Linked DNA regions of Oryctolagus cuniculus: region 2 is linked to region 1. The links are chromatin contacts, called in public Hi-C maps. All regions are on one chromosome and are shown on one strand. The core of a region is the stretch at or near the end of the contact, and the rest is flanking DNA. Distances in the headings are between cores, read along the strand shown. Region 1 has its middle 16 kb from the start of BTG2. Region 2 overlaps OPTC (opticin).

Region 1 (6,295 bases), core at 1,866-4,365:
TCAAAAAAAAAAAAAAAAAAAAAAAAAAAAGAAGAAGAAGGGCTACACTAGAGGGCTTCTTCCTCTTGGGGAAAGGGGAAAAAAGATGGTTTTCCCCTTCCAGCAGGGGAGTGGCCAGAGCAGCGGCACCCACCGTGTCCCACGCATGGCCCACCCCCGCGCAGCTGCTGCAGCTGCAATGGCTGTGCGGGTGCCTGGCAGCAGTGGGCAGGCACAGGTGAGAAATCACCAGGAGCAGGCCCCTACATGCCCACAGGTGAGAGGCAGCATCACAGGTGAGCAGGATGGAAGGCCCAGAGAACGCGCCGGCCCCTCCTCAGGACACAAGGCAGCAGGCCCGGCTTGGGAACAGCGCCAAAGGTAGAGGCAGAGGTGGTTTGCAAGACCCCCTGCTCTGCCAGTGCCGGAAAGAGACAGGCAGTGGCCAGAGGGTTTGCTGGCCAGGCTGCGGCAGGTGCATCTGTCGGCTGTCACGCCACCACACTTCCCCTTCACTGTACATTGCAATAGGGTAGCTTGGGAAGCCGTCATTCCTTAAAACCCAGCCAGGGTCACACATCAGTGTTTCATGCGTTAGCTGAGCGACCTGGTGAGATCGTAAATTCTTCAAAGGGGGGGACCGTGTCACATGATTGCTGTCAGTACTCCCAGCAACAGCTGGAGCCACAAGGTTTTAATAACACCTGCAGGGTCATGTTCTCTTGGACCCAACGAAAAGAGTTGCCTGAAATGGATTCAATACCCATTAACCCACAGGCAGGCACCTTTGCTTTATCAAAACACATGAATACTTTCAATGCTATGACCTCAGTGGGTTTTCGTTTGTTTGTTTACTGAGAATATCGAGGAAGGAGCCAGTCCTGCGGCGCAGCAGGTTGAAGCCATAGCTCGTGATGCCGGCATCCCATATCGGAGCGCCGGTTCAAGTCCCAGCTGCTCTGCTTCCAATACAACGCCTTGCTAAATGGCCCCTGGGAAGGCAGCAGACAATGGTCCATGTGTCTGGGCCCCTCCTGCCCATATGGGAGACCCAGATGGAGTTTCTGGCTCCTGGCTTCGGTCCGGCCCAGACCTGACTGTTACAGCCATTTGGGACAGGAGACAGAAGATATTCTCTCCTTCCCCTCCTGCCGCCTTTCAAATAAATAAGTAAATCTTTAAAAGATAAGAAAGTATCCATAGGCCAGTGCTGCGGCTCACTTGGCTAATCCTCTGCCTGCGGCGCCGGCACACCGGATTCTAGTCCCGGTTGGGGCACCGGATTCTGTCCCGGTTGCTCCTCTTCCAGTCCAGCTCTCTGCTGTGGCCCGGGAAGGCAGCGGAGGATGGCCCAAGTGCTTGGGCTCTGCACCTGCATGGGAGACCAGGAGGAAGCACCTGGCTCCTGGCTTCAGATCAGTACAGCGCACCGGCCATAGCAGCCATTAGAGGAGTGAACCAATGGAAAAAGGAAGACCTTTCTCTCATATCTCTCTCTCTCTCACTGTCTAACTCTGCCTGTCAAAAAAAAAAAAAGTATCCATGCAGTAAGGAGATGAGTAGGATTCAGCCCACTTAACAGACAGGGTAACTGAGACCTAGCCTTTTTAACTGACTTGCCCCTAGAGACACAGACTCAATACTGAAATCCATGTCTGCAGGCTTCCCCTTGAGGCTCACTCCAAGGCTGAGTGCCCCTGCCCCCCGGCCCCGGAAGTGGCTCAGACACATCAGCAGAGGCCCACACTGACACCCACGGAGCCCCTGGGTGTGTGTGTGTGTGTGTGTGTGTGTGCAGGGTCACCAGGGTTCAGGAGGCTGGAAGGGCCCCGGGCCAGGGGATGCAGAAGGGGGAGTCTCCCGCTGACAAGAAGGGATTGGGAGGTGGGTGGGGAAAGCTACAAGCACACCTAGGTGTCAGCCCAGGCCTATGGCGGGGACAGGCCTGTGGCCCAGCAGGGGTGGACCCCTGTATTCCATCCTGCGGTGCTGTCTTCCAACCCAGTTCTCTTCCAATCACCCGGGAGGCCACAGATGATGACCCAAGCAGGGGGGGCCCTGCCATCCATGTGGGAGATCTGGATGGAGTTCCTGGCTCCCGGCTTTGGCCTGACCCAGTCCTGGCTGTTGTGGGCATTTGGAAGTGAACCAGGGGATGGGAGCGCTCGCTCTCTCTCTCTCTCTCTCCCTCCCTCCCTCCCTCCTTCTCTCCGCCATCCCCTCTCTGCCACGCTACCTTTCAGATAAATAAATACAACTTTTAAAACGTAGGTATTTGGGAAGTCAAGTAGGACACTCCAGGAGCCCACGACAAAGGTTGAACCCTATTAAAATGGGAACGATGCTGAGCCCCAGGGGCTACTGTCCGAAAGCTTTGGAGGGAGGAACTGGAAGAAAAGTCGGAGGAGCCGAGGAATCCTGAGTAGCTGAGATCTCTCCCGGGGGCGAGCTGCACGCAGGGTCAGTCCCAGGGCTTTATCTGCGCTCTGCACTACTTTTCTAGACGGCATCGAAGTCCCTGGAACCAGGGCTCCCCCCAGCCCCTGATGAAGACGCCTTTGTTATTGCTACCTCAAGTGACGTCACCAGAGTGCTAGGAGGCAGGCACTGCTTCATCACTAGGGGTTTTCACAGGAGGGCGCTGGGGCTCAGAGGGGTTAACTGCCCGACGCACCACGGCCTGGGGTCCAGCCCCGGCCACCAGGCTCGCAGGCGGTCACCTCCACTCCGTGCGCGGCAGTCTCTGCTCGGGTGTGCGGGGTCAGGGACGCGGTGAGTCGGGAGCCTGCCTTTTACAGAGGTCGCTGGCTTCGGGCTCTGCCGCACGAAGTCGCAGAGGCGCTAGGGGAAGAAGCGCCCAGGGCGCAGAGACTGGAGAGGGTCCCGGCGGGGGCTGCCGGTTCAGAGCCCGGAGTCCCCAGGCGGCTCCGCCACGGCCGGGTAGCGACCCCGAGGTGCCCAGGCAGCAGGTGGGAGCCCAGCAGCCGCCCCGCCTCGGCCGGCGCCTGCGCCCGCCCCACGGCCCCCGCGCGCCGCTGCTCCCGGAAACCCCCGGGGCACCTCCTGCCCTGCGACACGCTCCCCCTCTTTTTTTAATTCTCCTTCGTCAAAAGCGGCCTTGCCAGGAGGATCTATGATTGGCCCGCTCGGCCCCCAGGACAGCCAATCAGCAGCTTGTTGCCGGGGAGCAGCGCGGCCGCCGTGGCCAGGAGGGCGGAGCGAACTCGCCTGCACTTGCCCGGGCGCCGGGAGGTCGCGGCCGGCTGCTGGCTGGGAGCTGGGCGACGTGGGCGGACGTGTGGGTGCGCCTCGGGGAGGGCGGGAGCCCGACACCTGCCTGCCTTCGCGTCCGCCCGAGCCAGCTCCTCCCCGCGGCCGGGTCGTCTCCCTGGCCGCCACCGTGCGGGGCTGGGTGGCGCTGCCCCCGCTGGACGGTTCGGGAAGTCCAGGCGGAAGCGTGCCCGGCGCCGTGAGCCCCGGCGGGGTCCCCTTGGGCCGGTTCTTGGGGGTGGAAAGAGCACAGCAAGCGGGAGACCCCAGGGATCGGGGGTGGGGGTGGGAGGGGTCGGCGCTGAGCTGGGGGCTCAGCCTGGTGGAGGCGGAAGAGGGAGGCAGCGGGGAACGGGGTCGCCCGAACCGGACCCCGTGGTTCTCGTGGGCGCAGGGCTCGGTTACACAGGGAGGAAGTTGGGTGCGCAAACTTGCCCCGCGCAGAATTCCCCTCTGGCCTGGTCCCCAAACCCGGGGTGTCTGTCGCGGTGTCCTGGGCCGCCTACCTCAGTGCCCAGTAGTGGCAGGAATATTAGTAGTGAGTGACATTTGCTGTTGCCTTCTGGGACTCGGGCACGGGACCCCCTTCACCCTCATGTTAAAGGCGAGACCGCTGAGAGCTGGCAAGGACACAGCTGGTGCAGCCGGATTCGCACCCCGGGTTCTGGCTACCTGGGGACCCCGTTTGCCTGTTCTCCCAGGTGCGGGCCTCCTTTAGCTCTCAGAGGGGCTGGGAGGTTGCCTTCTGAGACAGGGCAGGCCCCTCGACTGCGACCTTGGCCGGGCGGTGGGGGCGGGGCTGCTGGAGACCACCAGATGAACCAGCAAATGTCTGTGACAATACAGGAAAGCGGAGCCAGAGTGCCCCCCCCACCCGCCCCCAGACTTCTACCCGGTCCTTGGGGGGCTGGAGCCAGTCTGGAGCAACCCTGCTTGCCAGCAGACAGGTGAAGGGGCGACCACCCCCTAACCTCACATGCTGGCTATTCAGTTCCAAAATGGATCTGGCTCAGGGCAGACCCCAGTTTGAAGCCGGCAGTGGTGGGCAAGGCGCTCTGGTCTCAGACTGCGAGGGGTGGTCACTGCTCTTTCTCACTTCCTCTTCCTTTCCCCTCCTCTAACCCATCCCGCACCCACACCAGGCCTCCAGCTCCCGGGGCGCACCATCTGCCTGGCCTCCCCTTTCCCCAGAGACCCGGCTCCTTTTATTGAGACCTTTAAATAATTAAATGCCCATGAGCCTCCCCCCCCCTCCCCTGATGGGTCCCCAGCCCTGGCCCGGGGAGGCATTGAAAGGCCAGGAGCTGGGCTGCAGGGCTGCCAGCCCCACTGCCTCCATTAAGCGCCTTTCTTGTCCTGCCCAGCTGCCGGTGGGCAGGCGCAATGGCCCCTGGGCGGGCTAGGCTTAGACTGGAGAAGAAAACAAACAAAACAGGAGGACTGTAAGGGGCTGGTGGGGGTGGGGAGGAAGTAAGGCTGTGGATGTCAGCTCTTCAGGCTGGGGGTGGGTGTACATCAGATGCATCTCCCACTGGGAAAGGGACTGAGGGTGACCAAGGGGACCTTGCCAGCTCCCGCTCCGTGTGGAGGAGCTGGGGCCACGCCCTCTGACCTGGGGGGGGGTAGTTGCTTGGCAAGTGGGGTCTGGAGGGGTGGTGACAGAGGGTGAGGTTGTCAGCCACCTGAGTGGCTTGGGGCTTAGACAGCCTCACATGCAAATTATCCCGGTGAGTCCCTGCACGTTTGGTCCAGACACAAAGAAGCGGCTTCTCTCACCCTGGCCTCCATCCCCTGCCCCCCCCCAGCAGTCCCCTCCCCAGCTAACCAGACAAAAGGCCCGAGCCCAGCGGTGCGTGAAGGAGTGAATGGGCAGGACCCTCCCTGGTGACGTCCCACCAGGCAGATGGCAACAGTTGCCCGCACCAGTTGCAAGCCTCCTTTCATCCTACTCCCAGCCATAAAGGAGAGCCCAGCGGCCCCTCCCAGCCGGCCCAAAGATGGCATGGGGGAGGGGTGGGCTGTTGGGGAGCAGGAGGTGAGAGGGGAGCTGACGCTGGAGGTTTGGCTGGGGAACAAAAAGTCTGTTGAAAGTGGCGGAGCTGGGGCCAGCCGGCCCATCTGTCCTCCCTCCCGGGGCAGCTCTAGCTCAGCACGAGCCGCAGCTTCTGGGCAGCTCCTTGCAGAGCCTGGGCCCCCCAGGGAAGGGAGATGGCAAAATTTGGGGCAGCAAAGCTGAGCCATGGCTTTGAGGCTTTTGCTAGGCAAAAACAAAACAAACCACCTCCACCAAGCGTTGTTTCTCTTCTGAAGAAGTGTTCAGTGGAAAACCCAAGTGCAGGGGGCGGGGCAGCTCGGCAGTGAGGCGGTGAAATGGAGTTGTTCCAGAATGGGATCCTGTCAAAGTCTACCCTGGGGCTGGGTGACCAAAGGCGGGCTGGGGTGGGGGGGCTCGGGCTGCCAGGCTCAGCTCTCCATCTGCTTGCCCTGTCATTCTGGGCAGACCTTTCTAGACTCTGAGAGCCTGTTTTCTCTCTGCAGACTGGGGGTCAGCACACCCCCACCCCCACCTCCCAGCAAGCCGGTCTGGGATCCAGGGCGCTGTGAGCAGGAGAGCTTGTGCCCAAAAACAGCTTCACTGTCTGCTCCCCGCACCCACACCTGCCTCCCAGGGGCCGGGGTGGCCATGGGCTTTCACAGCTATTATCTCGAGGGGGAACTGAGAGCAGAGCAAAGATCTTTTTGTACACAGTGGGGCAGAGGTTGGGCCTCCCCTCCTCCCCAGCCTCCTGATCCTCGGGTTTTGGTCCTCGCTCCCTACCAACATCAGTCCAGCCTGAGTAAGGAGGATTAGGGAAACTCTGGTTAAGTGCAAAGAGACGTCAATACATTTAGAACAAAAGGGAAGCATTCCCTATGTCTTAAAACCCCCTAAGGAGCAGAGAAGGCATGGTTCCGAGGCCACAGCCTGCATCCTCTGGGCTGGTCTCCCCCACCCCATTCTCTTTCTGCAGAAGGGCTGAGCTGGTTAGTGATGCTGGGTGGGGGC
Region 2 (6,295 bases), core at 1,624-4,123, 140 kb before region 1:
GGGTGACTGTTAGGTGGGGAGGTGGCAGAAAGAGTAGGTCCAAGGGAAGGGGGGGAGGAGCGAGACAGGAGGCGGGGGAGGGAGAGGGCCTGCGGAAGCTTCTTCCTCGGGCTGATTACTAATGTGCGGGAGGACTCAGCAGGCGCTGTGGGGAGGCAGTTTTGTGCAGAAGCAGGCAGTGTGTGAGAACAGCTATCCACAGGCCCGACCGCGGAGTGAGAGCGAGCCAAGGGCCAGCCTGCTCCGCAGAGGGCTCCGCCTCCAGGCCCAGGGAGAGGGGCTAGTCCAGGTCACGGTCACCCCCAGGCCTCTGCAGCAGCGGAGGGGCCCCTCTGGTTCCAGGGGTGTTGCATCCACTGAGGTCCCGTGATGAGGTCCCTGCCTCCACCTGAGATGGGTGCCCTGTCCCCGGGGTGGGGGCGATTCCTTGGAGGAGGCAGGGCGGGAGCTGGGAGCGGCTGTCAGGAGTGGGCGGGCAGCCCCTGGGACTTTGCGCCCCTGCTGCTGAGGGGAGCAGAGCCCGAGCCACCCAGGAGGCCTCGATTCTTGGTGTCTGAGCCCCATCTTCTTGCTTCTCTGAATGTCCTTCCCGCATGCCCTGGGCACCCTGGCTGTTTGTCTCTTGCAGCAGGAAAGTAAAGGGAAAGGTGTTGCCAGAGCCCACGTGGCAGCTCAGGGTCCAGCATGCAAATCCCAGTCTCCTGGGCCTGCTCCCTCCAGGAGGCGCCTCTCTGATGGGGGGCGGGGCTGACCCTCAAGGCCCCCACTGACTCCCCATGGGAGGGGGACAGAGGGGAACTGACACCGCCCTCAACCCAAGCCACCCCCCGCTGTGCTCTCTGCGCCCTCTCCTCCAAGCCCCGCTCCTCCTGGGGGCTGCTCCCAGGCGTCCCCTCCTGGGGCTCCAGCCCAGCCCCGTTCCCCACTCCCAGCCTCCTTGGGAGATTAGGCTTGCTCCGGTCCCTGCCACCCTCCAGTGGTGAACCACGCTCCCCTTCCCTCCTGCCCGACAGGGTGGCAGGAGGGGGCGATGTTTGAGTTCCTGGGAGAAGGAGCTCCTGCAAACAAAATCCTACAAGACCTTCTGCTCCAGGCCCCGCCTCCCCTGACTCCACCTCACCCCTCCCTGGCCTTCCCTCTGCTCAAACCTGTCCAGCTGGTTTCCACCCCACACCTGCGCCTCTTCTGGCCTCTTCTGTTCGTTCTGCTCCGAGGGCTCAGCCCAGCCGGCCCCACCCCCGGGGCCTTCCTTGGCCTCTGCAGCCAAGGCCACCAGCTTCTGCCCCAGCCTCTGCCACATTCCTTCCAGATCGGTCCTTTCTGGATGATACTATGGGTTACTCTCTTTCTCTGTTTTCCCTGACATCCCTTAGGATGCCCACGTGCCACAATGGAGTGCCTGGGATGGAATGCAGGCTGCACTCCTGACCCCAGCTCCCTGCTAGTGCACACCCTGGGAGGCAGCAGGTGAGGGCCCACATAGCAGGGTCCCTGCCACCCACATGGAAGACCCGGATGGAGCTCCTGGTCCCTGGCTTCACCTGGCCCAGCCCTGGCTCTCGCACAGTGCACCCTGCCCACGCTTTCTCCAGTCAGGAGGGGGTGTGGGCACTTCCGGGCTCTTCGGGACGATGGAGACAGAGAGGCTGGCACTGCACCTGCTGGCCTCTCTAGCTGCAGTGTGCACACATGGTGGGAGGGAGCAGGAGAGAAGCAGGGAGGGCCGGAGTTCGTGGAGAGAGAGGTCCGTGGGGAGCTACCGAGTCCCTCGCAGGCTGGCGGTGCCTCTGTTTACCAACAAGCAGGAAGGAGCCCATTGTCCTCCAGGTTAGAGAAGCGGAAAGAAATCGGGGAACAGAAGCCCAGGAGCCAAGAAACTGGGCTGGAGACAATAGACAGGAAGGGAGGGGTAGTGTGGGAAGGAGAAGTGCAGGTGTGCAGGGCCACCCCTGGGGGACACTCGGAGCGGCAGGGTGGAGAAGGGGCCACTTGCGGTGAGATGTCTGGAGCGGGGCTACCTCCCGCGCCGCCCTGGCACTGTGCGTATGGGGTGTGCACTGAGCAAGGTTCCCGCAGGCGGTGAGAGGCCGGTTGTGGGTCAGCAGGTACCACAGCCCCAGTCCAACCCAGGAGGGCTTTGCAGGCAGCAGCCCCACTGGCATTGCATTCTGCCTCTTCCTTGCTCCATGACCTTGGACAAGGAGCTTCACCGCCCCACGTGCTGCACACTGGGGCCTTCCCCTCTCCGTGGAGCTCCCCCGGGGATCAAGTCAGCTCATGGCCTGGCTCGGCATCTCACTGAGGGAGCTGGCATAGCTCTGTGGCTCAGACCAGGGAGGAGCACCGGCCTGCACTGGGGAAAGGCGGCCTCGGGGCTCCCGCGTGCTTCTGGTAGCTTCCCCACCTGCCCTAACCTCTGCTGGCCTCACCAAGGACTGGCTCCTTCAAAGACGCAGCATGGACACTGGCAGGGTGACTTCACCCCCTGTACCCGGCTGCTGGGGGAGACTCCAGTCCCCCAAGACCATGTTGTCTCCTTCCTGTGCAGGGCACACCCCCCCCACATCCGGGTAATGCGTCCCCTCCCCAGCGTGCAGAGCACGCCCGGCCTGGGCTGGTGTCTTTCAGGATTGTGCAGAGCCAGGGACGGGGGCCACGCCCATGTCTCCAGCCTCTCATTCCCGGGCTCAGTCCCTCGAACCCCAGGTCCTCTGCAAGGGCTACAGCTGGAAACACGTCCACCCTCTCCTCTCTCTCGTCTGTGTCTTGGGCGTGCACCTGATGCCAGGAAGAGGCTTAAAGCTGTTTGCCCTGGGCCTGGGGCATGCGGAGGAGACAGGGTTGGGGGAGGGGAGCAGAGGGAGGAAGAGGAGCAGGTGTCTGTGCTGTGTATGTCTGGGCTTCTTTGGCTGCAGGCCGGGGTGTGGGGAGGGGGATGCCCGGGGCTGTGGGGGAAGGAGCAGGCACCCCCTCCCCACGGAGACCCGTGTCCAGCTGACACAGGAGGGAGGTTGGGAGATGGGGATGGGGAGTCTGCCGGCCAGGCCGAGAGATGACCTTGACAGAGAGGAGAGGCAGGACTGAGCCGGTGTCTGGTGTGGGGGAGGGGGCGGGTGGCTGTGCCACCTCCGTCTGCCTCCCTCAGACGGAGCCCGTGTGGGGGGGGACAGGGACGCGTGTCCTTGAGCCCAGTTTCCCTGCTGAGGACACAGGCCCCGACTCGACTCAGGGCTCCTCCAGGGGAGGCTCCCTCCTTCCAGCCTGGGAAACGCCCTCCCCGCTGCCTGTTCGGCAAGGCCCTTTGGGTGTAGGGGGTGCTGGGGATTCCCCACCTGCCTCGCAGGAACTCCTTGAGGGGGCGAGGTGGGCCAACGCCGCTGGGTCCCAGCCTTCGCCGTCCCCCCCCCCCCCCGGCCTCAGACGCACAGGCAGGCTTGGAGCTTTAAGTGCAGATCCACAGCACAACGGGGAGAGGCTGCTGTCCCAGGAGGGGACTGGCAGGAGGCAGGAAGGAAGCCCCAGCGAGGAAACACCAACCCCCCCCCAGCTCCCTCTGGCCCTGGGCCTCTCCGGGTCCCTCCTGGCGGGGGAGGGGCAGCCTCTGCCTTCCTCTGAGAGCAGGCCAGGGCAGCCTTCCTGGCCAGGACCCATCCGAAGGCCCTGGGGTGCCTGCCGCGGGAGGCGCTCTGCTGCCTATGGGGCTGCCAGCAAGGCCACCGGGAGACCCCAGAGCGTGGAGCAAGGGCCTCCAAAGGCCCGGATGACCGAGGCTGGCACTCGGCTGGCTCTGGGAGGACGCAGGTGTTCCGCCAGGCCGGGGCTGGCACTTGGCTGGCTGCAGAGCTGCGGCCCCCCGGCCCCCTCCCTGCACCCCTCCCTTCCCGTCTCAGGCCTGGCGCTCTGGCATCCAGCCCTGCCCCCCACCTCCTCCTCTCCACGGCCCCCTGCCGTTGTCACTGCTCCCCACCTCCCCGACACCCTGAGAGATGGGAGCCCCAGCCCTGTCGCCCTGTCGTGGCTGAGGCTCCCTCCCTGGGGCCGGGGACAGATGCTCTGTTTACAAATTCTTCAGGGAAGCCTGTGTACTCCTCGGGCTTCCCAAGCCCAAACTGGGGAGTTCGTCAGGAGACTGGCAGAGGCAGCGGCCCTTGGGGGGAACCCTCCCAGGAGCACAGTGGCGGGAAGAAAGGGCCCGGACCTGGGTTTGACTCCTGGCTCTGCCCTCATCAGCACTTGGCCCGCAGTGGGCATCTCCCTGTCTGGGGTTCCTGTCGGGCTGAAATGGGCTGACGGCGGTGAAAACGCTGTCTCAGTGTCGCAAACTCCAGGAGTCCCGGAATTGCTGGTCCCCCTGCCCCACTACGGAGCCGAGGCCAGAGACTTTCTGCACCGGGCGCAGGGCACCCCAGGCGTCCGGCCTGCAGCAGCCTCCGCTCTACGCGCTGCCTGGAGGTGCTTCCCACGGGAGTCCTGCCACCAAGGGCCTCCTGAGCTGGAGCCCTTGCGGCCTTCAGCTTTCGTGGTCATAACCCAGCGAAGCAGGACGTGGGAGGGGGTGAGGGCTGCAAGCAGGAGAGACGGGTGGATGAGAGAGAGGAGAGAGAGAGGAGAGAGGGAGAGGATCCTGCTTCCTGCTCTAACAGACTCCTCGGGAGCCAGCAAGGGCTGCACCGCTGTTCTGAGAGCCGAGCAGCTGCTGCCACCCTTGCCGTCCCCAGGGCCTTGGGTCCCCAGGTGAAAGGGCAGGCACCCTAGCAATGGCCCTGGGCGCCCTCGCTGCTGTCAAGACTCCCCGCTTCATCTGTAGCCTGTGTGTGCAGCGCTGGTCCGAGCCTTCGACGGCTACACAAGCAGGTGGGCGACTTCTCTTCCCTGGTTCTCAACTTCCTCATCTGAAGAACGGGAGCAAACTCCTCTCTCCCTCTGCCTTTTGCACAAGTCAGTCTTGAAAAAGAAGGGGCGATGCTGGGGCACAGTGGGCGAGTGGCTGCTTGTGGCGCCCCCTACTGATGCGCCTGGGAAGGCCTTCGCTGACGGCCCCGATACTTGGGCCCTTGCCATGCACATGAGAGACCCGGATGGAGTTCCTGGCTCCGGCCTTCGGCCTGGTCCAGCCATGGCTGTTGCGGCCATTTGGGGAGTGAGCAGGGTCTGTCTGTCTTCCTCCCTCCCTCCCTCCCTCCCGTCACTCTGCCTTCCGAATCAACCCTTAATCAAAGGCGAAGTTCTGACTTCCCTGCTTGGAAGACTATCACGAGGATCTAATGCGCAGGGGGAGGTTCCAGGCAAAGTACCTGAGTGGGCTCCCCTGCACGCGGGCCACAAAAACACCTGTCCCTCTCGACTCGGGCACCGTTTGAGACCTCAACTGGTTGCCTTGGCAACTCCTTGCTTGGCGCACTCCTACTCCATCTCCGGGTTCCGGGTGAATGTCAGCCTCAGCACCCGCTGTGCTGTGCACCCCTCTCCAGCTCTCGCCACGAGCTGGACCCTGTGGAGACTCGTGTGACTGACAGCTGCTCCTGCACCAGGCTCCAGCCACGAGGAAGAGGAAGGAATCTCTGCTGCACCGCGGCCCCTCGGCACGTGACACCGTGTCTGGCACAGGGCAGGCAGGCACCCCGAGCCCTGGCTGCAGGAGACAGGGAACTCCCTGCCTCCTTACTGCCTTCAATCAACACCCGACGCCAAGCACCCAGCCGTGACCTGCCCCTCGCCCGGGTCTCCCCAGAAGCAGCAGGGGAAGGGGCTGGCACTGTGGCACAGTGGGTTAAGATGCTGCCTGCAGTGCTGGCATCCCATATGGGCGCCGGTTCGAGTCCTGGCTGCTCCACTTCTGACCCAGCTCCCTGCTGATGCACCTGGCAAACAGCAGAGGACGGCCCATGTCCCTGGGCCCCTGCACCCATGTGGGAGACCCAGAAAAAGCTGCAGGCTCCTGGCTTTGGCCCTGGTTGTTGCGGCCACTTGAAGCATGAACCAGTGGATGGAAGATCTCTTTATATATATAACTCTGCTTTTCAAGTAAATAAATAAATTTTTAGAAAAAGAAAAAGGAAACAGGGGAAGTGGGCCCCTCCCCTGTCTGATAATTCAAGGAGTAAGTCGGCTGGGTATCAGTCATCCTTCCTATGCTTCCGGCTCCACCGGCCCAGCCCAGGATCCCAAGAGGCCGCAGGTGAGTAATTGCTATATTTATTTATTTCTCTTTGCACAAGGCTGCCCTCTGGTGGTTGAACAGGCAGGAGCGTGTAGGAAGGTTGGAACCCCGATGGCCAGCGAGTCAGGGAGCCAG

The links. Hi-C and Micro-C count contacts between places; a contact is called where the count stands out from the background.
Region 2: a contact with region 1 is called in a Hi-C map of embryonic fibroblasts, with 3 times the contacts expected there. The contact joins two enhancer-like sites. A contact is called at or near these places in 3 of 6 Hi-C or Micro-C datasets (ear pinna, embryonic fibroblasts and an unstated tissue).

What each region holds. Positions count from the first base shown.
Region 1 is chr13:19,047,836-19,054,130 of mOryCun1.1, reverse strand. No RefSeq gene overlaps it. Among named protein-coding and RNA genes, the nearest start is that of BTG2, 16 kb to the right of the region's middle. Within about 2 kb of position 3,115, at least 8 of the 8 cell types and tissues checked have an H3K27ac peak or open chromatin away from gene starts, as enhancers often do.
Region 2 is chr13:19,183,234-19,189,528 of mOryCun1.1, reverse strand. OPTC (opticin) reads right to left here. Exons shown (of 8, transcript XM_051821142.2): 8 at 6,180-6,295. Among named protein-coding and RNA genes, the nearest start is that of OPTC, 12 kb to the right of the region's middle. Within about 2 kb of position 2,873, at least 1 of the 8 cell types and tissues checked has an H3K27ac peak or open chromatin away from gene starts, as enhancers often do.